Regions from separate parts of the Sus scrofa genome. Here region 2 is linked to region 1. The links are chromatin contacts, called in public promoter capture Hi-C maps. All regions are on one chromosome and are shown on one strand. The core of a region is the stretch at or near the end of the contact, and the rest is flanking DNA. Distances in the headings are between cores, read along the strand shown. Region 1 holds the start of ERP44 (endoplasmic reticulum protein 44). Region 2 holds the start of ZNF189 (zinc finger protein 189).

Region 1 (7,381 bases), core at 2,172-4,671:
TGATATGGTTTCATATAATATGAAATAACAGAATTGATATTGAGAATAAAGGTCATGACTAAATCACAAAATAGGTATGATGAACTGTCAGGTTAACATTAACTAGATTTAAGTGCTAAATTAAAAGGTATCTCATTCTTTCTCTCATGTCCACAAAAGGAGGAAGTTTTATTTGTTCTCTCCTTGTGTCCACAAGGAAAAGATAAGTAGTTAGAGACCTTGACCTTAGTAACTTACTTGGAAACATCACTAGGATAAGCCATGTTTCATTAAGAAATATTTTGCTCTGACTGGTAGACTGATAATAGTTTGATAAGAACCTTCTAGGAATGTATTAGCTGTGCAGGAAAATAGTGAGTTCCCTATCTTATGATTTTAAGCAGAGGCTGGATTATGTCAGAAATGCAGGAGGAGTTCCCGCTGTAGTGCAATGGGATCAGGGGTGTATCTGAAGCACCAGGATGCAGGATCAATCCCTGGCCCAGCACTGTGGTTTAAAAGATATGGCGTTGAGGCAGATGTGGCACAGGTCACAGCTGTGGCTCAGAAACCCTGTATGATGCAGGGCGACTCAAAAAAAGAGGAAGGAAGGAAGAAAGGGAAAGGCAGAAAGAAAATGCAGCAGGAAGAATTCAAGCATTTGATAGGAAGGAAAGAGGGGGTAGTTGCATCAGTGATCTTAAATTTTCTTTCTAAAGCTAAGATGCTATATCAAAGTTTCAAGGATCAGGGAGATAACAAATGCAAGAAACTTGGAGAATTATATGGATCACAGCAAACTGGAGCATACATACCTGTCTAAAGTGAGCAGCTATTTATTAGCTACAGTTAGTATTTGCCTTAAGGGTAAGCAAGCCCTCTTCTGATTTTACTAAAAGATGACACTCCAATCTCTGTGACTCTTGAGGATATGGGAATTTTGTAAGATAAATTTATCACAACTGATGAGCTAGTACTTGGCTGTCATTGACAGGATTATTGGTTCAAGTTCTGCTTTAGAGTAAAAATACTTTCTTAATTTTGGCAAAGGTCAGCTCTTCATGTCTTTATTTGGCTGACAATTTGATTTAACACGTTGGCAGAAATTATGGGCATTTTAAGACACTTCTGTCATGTCTGAGCATGTCTGTCATGTCAGAAAAACAAGTTATATATGGAATTACATTAAAGTGACTTAGAGGCTACAAAACAGGAGCGTAGGTGGAAACACGGTAGAGGAGTAATTGCACTTGGGCTCAAGGTCCAGTTCTGTTAACAATATGCGGTGTGCACCTAGGCTATTTCAGCTCTGATTTTCTGTAAAATAAGAAAAATGGAGGGAGTTCCTCTGTGGCTCAGAGGGTTACAAACCCGACTACTATCCATGAGGATGTGGGTTCGATCCCTGGCATCACTCAGTGTGTTAAGGATCCGGCATTGCCATGAGTTGTAGTGCAGGTGGCAGATGCAGTTTGGATCCCCTGTTGCTATGGCTGTGGCATAGACTGGCAACTGCAGCTCCATTTTGACCTGGGAACTTCCATATGGTGCAGGTGTGGCCTTAAAAAGCACACACCCACCGACCCACACACAAAGAAATATGTAAACAGTAGGCCATGTTGATTTATTCAACAAGTGGAGGGCCAACAATGTGTTAGACACTGTTCTGAACTTTAATACCTGTTACTTTAGACTCTAAGTGATCATCAGAGTCAGAGAAATTTTTCATACCTTTTGAGAAATAAGCTTAAATTTTTATCTCAGTTATATTTATATATACTTTGTCTCTTAATTCTTAGCATTTAGCACAGTAACAGCTATGTAGCTGGTGTTCAGGAAATGTTTGTTGAATGAAAAGTCGTAGGCTGAGTGCTAAGTCCAGAGAGTGAGCAGGGTCAAAGTTTAGGTTCTTGGAGTAAGGAGTTCATACTCATGAGTCTCTGTTCTTTAATTCCTCATTTGTCTGTCAGAGAGTTCACTGAGTGGTATGGAGATAAGAACACTGGACTAGGAGAAGAGACCTAATTAAAAATTTTGGCTCTACCGCTATTTACTTTTATTAGTCCAAGAAATCCATTCTTCAGGGTTCTTTTTTCTTTTCTTTTTTTAGCTCAAATATATATATATGTATATGCATGTATATACATATATATTTAGTTATAATGCTTTTTGTAAACTTCTATAGATGAAAATCAAAACCACTTTGTTAATTAAGGAATGCTATAAATGCAAAAGTACCATCATCATCAACTAATTACAAAACAAGCCAGTGTAGTAAATGCTCCAGTAATTCTAACTATAGAAAACTAGTGGTGCTGTAGTCACAAGCAAAGAAGAGTAATTTTGATTAAATCCAAAGTGTTGATTGTTTGGTAAGTTGTCACTGATGGTGACAGTTGAGATGCTATCCAAGTAGAGAAGAGAAGCTTCCATTCAGGCAGCAGGGAAGTTGAAGGAAAGGCAAGGGGTAGGGAGAACCACAGAAGAGCCAAGTACCTCCTGATTACTTGGCAGTGATTGTGTGGCTACCACTTGGGGCATGTGCCTTGGCTGGGTTGGAGAGCTAACCCAGCTCAGGTTAAGTTCCTCAACTACTTGGCTAACGAATTTTGTAATTATTCTGTAAGAGTGATCCACGCATTAGCAGCAATCACTCTCGCACTGAGTTTTCACTTTACAACGTGCTCTTCCAGTCCATCCCATATCTATTCCGTACAGGAGCCAAAGAAACAATTAGGGTTAAGTTATTGACACATTCCACTGAAACCCAGAGAAGTGGTTCTTTTATAATGCAGGAATTAGTGCAGAAAGAAGAGGTAGCAGGCAAGGAGGCTAGTGATGGAGGTTCAGGCCACAACTCAGGCCAAGAGGCCCTTGAGTTTGAGGCAGGGGCCAAGGCGTGGCAGATTGTTTAGTGCCTCCCCAGCGATGCCCCCTCCTACTCACCCTCGCCTCCTCCAGGACTCACTTCCTAGGGGTGGCTCCAGGAGGGACGAGCCCCGCTGGCCCGACCCTCTCACCAGGTCAGGCCACTACATCCGGCTGGGATAGAGCCCACCGTGCTAAAACTAGCGGAATCCCTCAGAAGGCCGTCCCAGTCTCTCGACTGTACAGCCTTCTGGGAATTGTAGTTCTCATCTTCTAAAACACAGGAGTGCACCCGCCCTCCGCCCTTTCTATCCCACAGGTCCCCGCGCGCAGCGGAATCGGTGGACTCGGGCCAAGAGCCTGATGGGAAAAGAGTTCTGGGCGCCCGCTGTCCTGATCCTTGAAAATGGCCCAGGACTACATTTCCCTAGATGCTCCGAGGTGGGCAGGACCCGGAAGTGAGGATGTGAGAGGCCTCTCTGGAAATTGTCCCGGGTGTTCGCCGCTGGAGCTCCGGGTCGAGAGGACGAGGTGCCGCTGCCGGGAGAGTCTTCCGCTACCGCCGGCTCCCGGAGCCCAGCCCTTTCCTAACCCAACCCAACCCTCTCCAGTCCCAGCCGCCAAGGCCCGTCCCTGCCGCGGACCCCGGCTTTACCATGAATCCTGCCGTCTTCCTATCCTTACCCGACCTCAGATGCTCCCTCCTGCTCCTGGTGAGTGAGTGAAGGAATGACAGACCCTTCGACTGACTCACGGACGTCCTCCCCCGCTAGCCAAGAGGCTTACAGCTGCCCCGACTCCTGCTTTCCTATCTTTTCTTCTAGTGGCGAGGAGTGCACCTTCTCCTGCTGCCTTCATTCTCGACATCCGTCTGTCCGCTTCCCAGGCCCGGGGTTCCCAAGGCCTGAGAAACCACTGTCGGAGGTTGGGACCTGTGAACAGGAGAATTAGCCCTGAATGAAGGATCTTTGGGAGGGTGACGGCTAGTAGCGCCCCTTCCCACGGAGTTCGGAGGTTGTTTTGGTCTAAAGGGCTCGTGGACTTCGTGGTAGCCTAAGTCCAAAAGGACGGGGGATAGACCTACTGCTCCCTCCCACCCCCTCCTTTTGGGAAAAATGTGAGGCCGACAGGTGCTGGGGTCGTGTGAATCTCTCTAGAGCCCTGAAACGGTGCCCGGTTTGGCGGAGCCCTCTGTTGTGGCTTGATACGATTGGTTGGGAACCCGGAACTGGAAACTGGTCTGGTGTCCACCGGGGGAGTAAAGGTTTGAAGGGTGGAGGCTTTGATTACCAGAAAGCCTCAGCTCAGGGCCTCACTCACGTCTTGTTTCACTGCCCCCCACCTGAAATATAAGCACATTTGTTCTTTAGTGCTCCTGATTTGTGAATGACCTGGTCTTCTGTATACATACGCACTTACTCTTTAACTCTCTCACCGGCTCAGTACCATCCCATCTTGTAAAGGAATCTTCCCCTGGTCCTTCTTCCTCCAAAGTACATCTTTGTGCAACCTAAGTAATCCAAGCTGCAGGTCACATTGAGGCAAAAGTGAAAGACTAACTCCATATGATAAAATGATATACCTTTAATTGTTGTTATAATACAATACTTGAAAATACTTTAATCAGTTTATTTTTTAAAAGCTGAATTTAAGGTGAACATTAAGTCATAATCACTCTTTATATTGTGAGAAACATAATTGACATATAGCTGGTTACTGGCAGAACTGGAATTTGAAGCAGGTCTATGGACTCTCAGTGCTTATTCTACCATATTATGTTAAATTTTTAATATTTGCGTTTGAAATAATTTCTCTCTCTCTATACCTTCTCTTCTTGTTTCCCCTTCTCTTCTCTGTGCTTCCTCTTTCTTTGTGATTTCCAAATCATATGCAAAAGCCATACACAGTACTTGAACCTTTTCAGAGAAAGTATTATAAAAAACTAAAGTGGATGTCATAGTTCTTCCTAGAACTAAAAGTTGAATATGAACATGGTAGTGCTAAATGATAAAAGTGTCTTATTGTCACTTAAAACTAAAAGTAATGAGTAGCTTCTGTGTAGAGGAAAATACTCTTTGTAGAGCTGTTTCTAGGCAATTGCATTATATACTGTGGGTCTCTCCTTCCAAAAATACTGAAGTAGTACTCATTGTTATTAGAGACCATTCTCTCTTTAAGGATAATAGATAGTAGTCTTTTCCTTACCCATAAAAGGGTCAGAATTATGAGTTCTCTGCCAGGAATTACTTTTAGGATACAAAAAAAAAAGGGTAAAAATCTTAAGAGATTAGAAAGAAAAGTTGAAATACTGAATAGAAAAATTACATCAGAGTCACCATTTATTTGTAGAGCTAAGTTGAAGGAAAAAGAATTTGAAATAACTCATCCTTTTTATAGAAAACCTGCAAATCCTGTTAAGCATGAAAAAGAATTTTTTCTAATATAAAATCTAGTTAATGTACACTTATTTCTTTAAGTAAATGTAGAGGAATAGAAGACATTTTAGAGAATAAATGTACAGGTTAATAAGCTGCCAAATAAAGCCCAAGAAAAGGTTTAGTAACCCAGAGTTACAAGTTGAGCTAGATTCAGTTTGGGTGTTTTTAATGTTTACTGAAGTAGTTTTAATAATACGCTAGTTAGCAAATATTTATAGAATGTCTGTCTAATCACAATTTGAATTACTTATCTAACTAGCAGTTCTGTTCTAGTGATGGAACTTGCTTATTCTATATCTCACCTGTCTAAAAATATCCTTTATCTTCCCCAACATACTCTGTTCCTCCTCCCTCCAACTCCCCATCTCAAACTTCAGGTTTATTACTTCCCATGTACAGCCATTGAATATCCAAGTTCCCACCTAGCTGAGGTCATTTTTTCCACAAATGGTCTGCTCTAAAAAGCGGTATATTGTCTTACCACAATATTTTTTTTTTCAGGCAAACTATACCTTAGCCCTAAAGAAGTGGATCAATTGAGATTTAGTGCTGTTCATAAGATTATAGCTGAAACATGAAATCCTAAACTTCTGTAGACAGGTTTTTTTTTTTTTTCCTTCTTCTTCCTTTTGTGATCTCAAAAGCATTTTGGTACCTATCATTCAATGCCTAAAAAGCCTTTCTGGGATGGGTAGCTAAACACAGAACCTCAATGTGATAACTTTTTTCCCTTGATATTTAATGTATACATATATTTAAAGTTGGATCTTAGAGGATGGGTTCTTTTATTTCAGGCTTGCTTTATAAAACACCCCCATTGCCTTTAAATTATTTTTAAACTCCACTGAATTTGCAATATGTGTTCGATAAAGTGGGATAGTATAATGCACTGATTTTGGATAAATCAGAAAAGAAATTTTGAGTCAGCTAGCAAATGCAAAGAGGCCATAATCCTCCTTATACCATTTCTATACCTCATTGTATATATTGTTTCTGTTATAGTTTGAATTGGTCTAATAGATGTGTGATTACGACTTTGTGAACTATATAGTCTCTGCCTCCATAACTGTTAAATCGTATTTTATGGATGATTTGATTGCCGGAGACAGCAGTGTTTCTCTGCTAAAGCCCCAATGTATGTTAATACCTGGATTGGGAAATTGCTTCCCAGTAGTGTGTGCTTTTAAGGAGAGCTGCTTGAATTAGAGAAAAGCACCTGGCCAGATGTATCAGAGCATAATATTTTCATTTTTCTATGTGACAATCATTACTTGGCAGCTCATAAGTAAGATAAGGGAGCATTTCATTTATCACTCTAACCAAAGAATCAGTTATTTATTAATTAGCCCATTTCTGCTTATCTTTCTATCTGAGATGGGTTTATTCAGGATTAAAAGTGACCATTTTCTGCTTTAGTTATTTCTTAGCAGTTGTTCTTCCTGCATTGGCTATGTACAATAGTTTTAAAAAGGTAAGATAAGAGAAATAAGACTAAATTGAAATGAACTGCCTGATATAGCCTAGATAACCTATTCTGTGGTTCAGAGATTTGTAACATTCCACTCCAGTTGTTTTATTGAGGACATTTTCTCATTAATATCTTGATGGTTAAGTTTATAGATCATAAGTTGTTACTAGCCTAATTGCCTTGTGCCTGGACATTAAGTCTTTTGCCATTATTGCTCCTGGTTTGTTCAATATAAATAAGAAGCAAAGAAAAGCTTGCTTAGGTTAGGAAAATAAGTAAATCAGAGAGCTAAATAAACATTTATTTAAGTAAACTATAAGTACCTTGAAAATAAGTACAGCAGAATTCAGAGATGTCAGTTTTACCATTAGAGCCAATAATAAATACTGATTCTTCACTTCAAGAAGAGTGCTTTTGGAGACATGTAGTTCCATTCATAGCTCAGTAAGTTATTTATCCTCTTCATATGACTTGCCCCAGATCAGTGGTTTGTAAAACACCTGGTTGTTCATTAGAACCACCTGGGGAAGTTTTAATAAAATGATGTCTAGGCCCTTTACCAGGCTAGTTATGTCTCAGGGGCCCAAACATTTTTGGTTGGTTTTGTTTTCAAATTCCCAGGTCATTT
Region 2 (7,381 bases), core at 3,302-5,801, 1.2 Mb before region 1:
AGCTACAATCAAGAAGAGAGCCTGAAAGTAGGAGATTACAGATGGGCTCACTGCCAAGCTTTTATCCAAATGGTACTCACGTTGTAGAGTACTAGGCACAGCAAGGCTGGGTATTTGCCTGGTATTATAAGCAGGACACCATATGGATAGATAAAGCTGTCAGTGATGCAGAGACACCATGGCAAATGGGAAAAAAAAAAACACAAAAACAGGACCTGATATGGCTGGAGATCAAAGTGGTATGCAGGGAATAACAGATGAAGCTAGAAAGCTAGGCAGAGGCTATATAGGGAGGTCCTAGTATAGAGGATAAGAAATTAAGATTTTTATCCTTTAAGCTATCAGGAATCACCAGAAATTCTAAGTAAACTAACACAAAATCACTTCAGTGGCAGTAAAGAGAATATATTAAAAGACTGGAAGCAAAGGGCTAGTTTATAGATGAATGCAATAATCATGTCTAAAGACACTGAGTCCTAAATTAAGTATATTCACTCAGTCACCCAAATATTTAAGAAGCATATAATATATGCTAGGCTCTGTGCTAAATGCTAGAGAAATTAATTGGAAAAAATATCGTTACTGTCCCCTTGAAGATCAGTCTGTTTAGAGAAATAAAGAATGATTATAGGAGTTCCCGTCGTGGCGCAGTGGTTAACGAATCCAACTAGGAACCATGAGGTTTCGGGTTCGGTCCCTGCCCTTGCTCAGTGGGTTGACGATCCGGCATTGCCGTGAGCTGTGGTGTAGGTTGCAGATGCGGCTCGGATCCCGAGTTGCTGTGGCTCTGGCATAGGCCGGTGGCTACAGCTCCGATGACCCCTAGCCTGGGAACCTCCATATGCCGTGGGAGCAGCCCAAGAAATAGCAAAAAAAGACCAAAAAAAAAAAAAAAAAAAGAATGATTATAGTACACTGTAATAAATTTAGCAATCGAAGTGTACACAAGGTAGCAAAGAGAAAAGAGTGATTAATTCTGAAGAGGCGGTCCTGAGATCTTAATGGATTATCTGAGATTAGCCAGATGCAAGTTACTTATGTGGTCTTCAAAAGAAGACGACTAAGAAGTTTGAGTGCAACAGACAATAATGACAGCAATTGACATTTACACTGTACTTATTTCACACTAGTCACTGTCCTAAATGTTTTACATATATTAACTAAGTTAATGGTCACAATAACCCTAAAAGGTTTGTGCTATTATTTCCATTTTATTAAAAAAAAAAAAAAAAAAAAAGGAAAAAGGCACAGAAAGGTTACGTAATATACCTACGGCCATAAGGCTAGTAAGTGGTAGAACCAGGATTTTTACTTAGGCAGATAGGCTCCATATTGTCTCTCTTAAGTGGAGATAAAGATTTGGGACTTATTATCACGTAGCAGTAGCTGATGACCTGGGTGTAAAAAAGGTTTGCCAAGGAGAGTATATAGCTGAGAGGAAGTCTGAGAATGCAAAGCAATAGAAGAATTTCAACTAACTATAGAGAAGGGGGATTAAATACGGTCCATAAAGAGCCTATTGCATTTGACAACTGGGTTATTACAGACCACTGTTAAACAACTGAAAGCAAGTGGCAGAGGCATGCAAAGGGGCATAGAGATAATGGGAGGTAAAGAAGAGAACACACATTAACTACTCGTACAAAAACCTGGCTGTGAAGTGAACAAATAGTAGGTTACAGGAAGCAGCAAGAGAGACTGTGGCTCAAAGGAGAAGTCTTCTTGCCCCTCTTTCTTCAACTGAAAGAACCATGAACATATCTATCATCAGAATAAGGGTACCAGAGGAGAAAGAACAAAGACTGAAGCTATAAGGGAAAAAAAGAGACTGCTAAGTTCTTGGATAATGTGAGAAGATAAGCGATCTTAAGTGTGAGCATGAGGTGGAAAAGTTGAGAGTTCATGTTTAGTGGCCTCTGTCTTCTCTGTGAAACAGAAGGTGAAGTCCACCACTGAGTGATGGACCCAAAGAAAACTTAAGTTTTTGGAATAGTTACTAAAAGGAACAGGGACATCAGCTAATAAATTAATAATAAAAACTTTGCTAAGATATAAAAACCCAGTGGAGACTAGAAGAAAGAAAAGCCATGTAAGTATACAGGGCATCGATTCTTCTGATTAAATAATTTCTCTTGCTGTGTTTATCAACTCTAGGAGAAAAGAAAAGGCAGATTTTATAACCAGTACAAGATTTGAAGTTTGCAGAATGGTTAGAACATGACAAGGTGGCAATAAAACATGCTGGTTAATTTTATATATAGGTCTTTGGATTAGAAAAGGAAGTGAGGGCAGTAGTGAACTGAGAGGCGGGGGGAAAAAGAAGCCAAGGAACAGGAAACATTAAGAATAAATAAGTGGTAGGAAAGGAGTCAGAGAGGTAGAAACATGAGAAGTTGCAGTAAGCTCCATGTGGGCAGAGATCATGTCTGCTTTGGTCTCCCATTTAGTTATAGTCAATAAACATCTACTGCCTGAAAAAGATTAAGATATTGGTCAAAGAATAAGATTTGCGTGTTAGGACAAAATTGAGTATGATCATTTGATGTGAGTTACTGAATAAAAATGGGAAGCAGGGTCCCTGAGGACAATACAGTCAATATACAATGAGGCTGAAGTAATGACTACAATATTAACGGTGTGGGTTAGCAAAGAGAAGATTCTGAAATGTGACAAAATCTACGTGTGAGGGACCAAAAAAAAAAAAAAAAAATGACAGTTGATAGTGAAAAAGAAATGAGTGGGTAGAGCAAGACAGCTGAGACATCAAAAGAGAAAAATTGTATTTGAAGGTGGAAAAAGTAATGCTTTGGGAACAGCAAGGAAAACCTCAGAGAACAATAGTTTTTCCCTTTCAGCCTTGAGACAAAGGATGGGAAAGGACGAGGATGTGGGAGAATAAGCAGCCACTGCCAGAGAAGTGGTGTCCTTGGGAAAATGCCAGGTTTCAGTTAAGGCCAGGAGGGGTAGGGAACATTGTGTGAAGAGGAACAGGGGCTCCAGAAGGCAGAGTAAAAAGGGGTGGGAGGAAAGCAGTGGGAGGATGAACCAGGAGGGAAAGTACAGAGCAATATGGGAATGAGATTATGAAGATATGAAGCTAGAAAGGCTTGTATTTTGGTCACTGCAAGGATGGTAAGGATGAGAGTCATGGAAATAATTCATGGTTAAAGGTTTGAATCAGAACTTTGGAACAAAGCAGTTTGGTATGATACTGGCTCAAGTGTTCTGATTTCTTACAGTTTCTTATATATTTTAATCAGAGAAACAGCAGATTCTTACCCAGTGAGACCAGGTTTCCATAATTCTCCATCATGACATCTTTATACAGGCTTCTCTGAGCTGGATCCAGATAATCCCACTCCTCCTGGGTAAAAAACACAGCCACATCCTCAAATGTCAGCAACCCCTGAAATAGTATGATTTCTGTAGTCAGTTCTTGTTGTCTCAAGGACAATTCTAGCACTGAAAGTAGCAGAAGCAATCACTTATCAGGGCTGGGTAGGCTAGGAGGCACATGATAACTAAGAGTTCCAAACTGGGCTCAATTCTGGAACAGACTGAATTCTATTGCTGCATCTTTGCCTTCTGTAGTGAGGAGGCCTAGGATAAGGCTTTCTGGCTTATCAATTATTCCCCAATATTATAATTCTAGCAAACTGACCCAAGGCCTTCCCAAGTTTCCTGCACCTCATTGCCCCGCTCCAATTCTCTATTAGCACTGGCTTGAGACCCTTTTCACTTCAATTCCGTTAAGTTCTCCATGCGTCTACCTTGGGTCCAGGCATCGCAGCAGGTGCATTAGACACAGGAGAGGGTCAAAAAAGGTACCTCACCTGAAAGAACTCATAAATGAGAACACTAGTTTGGAGCACTACTCATTTTCTTTAGCTAATTTATCCAGTCGCTCTCAAAAAAGGAGCCAGTGGATAGTGTGGTCATGACCGGCACCCTGGTGCATTAAAGGGGTACTCCCTCGCACCAAGCTGGCCCTAAAGACCGCAATCTGGCGGGGGCGGGGGGGGAACACGACCGACGGTGGCGTGGCCTAGTTGGGTAATGGCGAAAGAACACGAATACCCGGAGGGGCGACCTACCTTCGGCTCTGTCGGGGGGCTCGGGGAGGCCATCTCTCCGACAGAAAATCAGGGCAGGAATCCGGGGTAGCCGCACGAAAAGGAGCCTCTAGCAAGGCCTACGCCGCCGCTGAAGATGAGGCCCGACGAAGGCGAGGCCTCCAGGCTGGATATGGCCAGGTCCTGCCTCGGTCCCCGAGCGGTCACGACCCCAGCAGCATGTCAGATGCGCTTCTTGGCCGCCCCCTAACCCCGAATGCCTCCCCTGCCTAGTTACGCAGGCCTTCCAGGCCGCGCTAGAGCCTCCTCCCGGCTGCCTGCTCCTTTTGCTTTCAGCCAAAGAGCTCTATGACCGCCCGCCCGGACCAGAAGGCGTCACCCAGAACCCTCCCGGGACTCCCCCCAACTACAACTCCCGTCAGGCTCAGAGGGAGCGCCCGGGTTCAGTCTCAGCCGCAACGGCTACCGGACTACATTTCCCGGAGTGCAAAGGGCTAGGGAGCATGGTGAGGCTTAGAGGAAAAAGGGAATGCTTGACACTAAGCTTACGCCTGATTGGCTGGTCTTGGCGCGTCACTGCCGGCGGGGGGCGGTGTTTTGTTTCGAAGTTCTCCTCGAAGATGGCGGCACGGTGGGTCTCCGGTCTTGCCAGAAGAAGCCTCACGTGTGCAGTCTCTGGGGCGCCACGCAGAGAATTTTGGTCTCCATTCAGGTAAAGCGGAAAGTGATGGTGGTTCAAGCTCACAGAAAATAAGGAGAGAAACTGAGAAGGATGAAGAGGAGAATTCGGAAGGGAGCGTCATGCTATTAAGACAGGAACCTCCTCCTGCGTCTTGCTAGGGAAGGGACGATAAAGTGCGTTAGGGTTCTGAGTTGAGAAACAAGCACCAGGTTCCGCGAGTGGTGGTCCAGTCACTTCCTTTGACCTCAGTTTACAAATCTTAGAACCGAAATACTTTCCCCTTTCCCTTTCATTTCACCCGTTAATTTATTAAGCAAGCAGTACCGACCATGCGCTCTAGGCACCTAGTGGAGTAGGATCTCAGGAAAGGAATGACTCGTTTCCGACGGTCAATTCAGAACAGGAATATGAACGTGCTTGATGAACTAAATTCGTTTGCGGCGTTTATTTCTTCACAAGCAGAACTCCTCATTGTGTTCGTTTGTTAGTTCATTGGTTCATTCAACCGATACTAGTCGCCAGCTCAGGCCCAGCATTTCTCTAAATACAGCAACAGAAACAAAGCCCCTTCTCTGAGCATAAGTACTCTGACATATGAGGAAACTGAGGGCCCACAGAGAGAAAGTTTTTTTTGCTAAATGTCAGAAAGCAACTTAATGACAGGTGGATGTGGAACCCAGGTCTCTTAACTCGTCCATCAAACTGCTTTTCCCACAGCGCCATGTGGAATTTTGTCAAGATAAATCTTTTTGACTCAGGAAGTGTTATGACATCAAAACTTAGAGGAACATCAGGGAACAATGTATGCCCTCTTAAGTTTCAGACATAAACTCTTTCAGTAAAAGGATTTTTGTTATCAGCTCATGTATTTATTAGCTTCCCCTCTTTTGGTTAATGTTTATTATTATCTTTCAAATCTCCTTTTAAGTTTGTTTTATTTACTTACTCACCAAGTTTTGCTAGAGTGTCTGCTATATGCAGTGTCTAGATGTGAGGGATACGGTTGTTAAAACAGACCAAATCTTTATTCTCATAGAATATGTCTTTTGGCGGAGGAAAAAATGAACAAATGTAGAATATAATTTCAGAAAGTGGTAAATTATGAGGAAAACTAGAACAGTATAAGGTGTACCTTGGAGCTACTGAGGTTTGTTTTCCAACAAACAAAGGGTTAGGGTTAGGTAAAGTGAATATCTCAAAGCATGTTAAAGGAATTTTTTGGTTTCCCTGTGCATTTAAAGTTATGCTTACTATCTGTAGTGTGTTAAATGTGCAATAGCATTATGTCTAAAAAAGCAATATACATACCTTAGCTTAATACTTTAATGCTTAAAAAAAATGCTACGCATCATGTGAGCCTTATGCTGGTGTGTCTTGTCTAGATGTTGGTGGCTGTTGATAGTTCAAGGCAGTGGTTGATGAAAGGTGAAGTGTCTGACAATTCTTTAAAATAAGACAAAGAATTTAGCTGCATCACTTGGCTCTTTCACAAATGATTTTTTGTAGCATGAAATGATATTTGATAGCATGTTATCCACTTCTTTCAGTATTGCAATCAATTCTCTGAAATTCTGCACCTTTTTTTTTTTTTTTTTGGCTGCCTCTCTGCACATGGAGTTCCCCGGCCAGGGATCAAATCAAAGCCATAATTAAGACTAAGCTGCACCTGCAACAGCACTGGGTTCTTAACCCACTGTGCTGGGCCAGAGATTGAACCTGTGTCTTAGTTCTCTGACCCCATTGTGTCATAGCAGAACTCCTCTGCACCTTTTTATCAACTAAGTTTATGTAGCATTCTAAATCCTTTGTTGTGTTTTCAGCAATCTTCATGGCATCTTTACCAAGAGCAAATTCCATCTCAAACTTTTTTTTTTCCTCATCCATAAGAAGCAACTCCTCAACGTTGAGGTTTTATCATGCGATGGCAGCGTTTCAGTTACATCTTTTAGGGTCTACTTCTAATTCTGGTTCTCTTGTTCTTTCCACTACATTTGCAGTTACTTCTCCACTGAGAACTAGCAAAACGTAACAGAGCATGAAGTAAGCAAATGCTGTTGGAAAAATGGCACTCATAGACTTGCTTGATGCAGTATTGCTGCAGGCCTTCAGTTTGATATCTGTGATATTTTATGTCTTATGAAGGCATAACATGAGGTGTGCTTTTATAAGAGATAACTGAGATGAAAGGAATATTTCATTATGATGTACTGGAGTAGTTTGAGGAGAAGGTGGGAGGTGAGGAAGTAGAGACCATTAAATATAGGCAACTCTTGAGAAGTTTTGTTGTAAAGGAAGCTGGAGCGAAACATGGATTTTAGGAGGAATGTTTTTAAAGATGGGAGATACTGCAGTATATTGTGTGCCATAGGAATACTCTAGTGAGATAGGGAGTAATTGATAAAGAATTGATGCAGAGGAGGTTCCGTTGTCGTGGTGCAGCAGAAACGAATCCGATTAGGAACCATGAAATTACGGGTTCCGTTGCTGGCCTCGCTCAGTGGGTTAAGGATCTGGTGTTGCCCTGAGCTGTGTTGTAGGTTGCAAACATGGTTCGAATCTGATGTGGCGCAGGCTGGCAGCTGTAGCTCCAATTCAACCCCAAGCCTGGGAACCTCCATGTGTTGTT

What was found. Promoter capture Hi-C pulls out the DNA fragments that hold promoters and counts their contacts.
Region 2: a contact with region 1 is called in a promoter capture Hi-C map of liver, with 2.9 times the contacts expected there. The contact joins the promoter of ZNF189 here to the promoter of ERP44 in region 1. A contact is called at or near these places in 1 of 5 promoter capture datasets (liver) and 1 of 47 Hi-C or Micro-C datasets (embryonic fibroblasts).

The regions. Positions count from the first base shown.
Region 1 is chr1:241,893,472-241,900,852 of Sscrofa11.1, reverse strand. It overlaps ERP44 (endoplasmic reticulum protein 44), which reads left to right and starts at 3,421. Exons shown (of 12, transcript NM_001137629.1): 1 at 3,421-3,560. The coding sequence starts at 3,504. INVS (inversin) reads right to left here and starts at 3,168. Exons shown (of 17, transcript XM_021066620.1): 1 at 2,926-3,168.
Region 2 is chr1:243,104,081-243,111,461 of Sscrofa11.1, reverse strand. It overlaps ZNF189 (zinc finger protein 189), which reads right to left and starts at 4,551. Exons shown (of 4, transcript XM_005652705.3): 1 at 4,095-4,551; 2 at 3,280-3,364. The coding sequence starts at 4,127. MRPL50 (39S ribosomal protein L50, mitochondrial) reads left to right here and starts at 4,631. Exons shown (of 2, transcript XM_003122043.4): 1 at 4,631-4,785. The coding sequence starts at 4,694.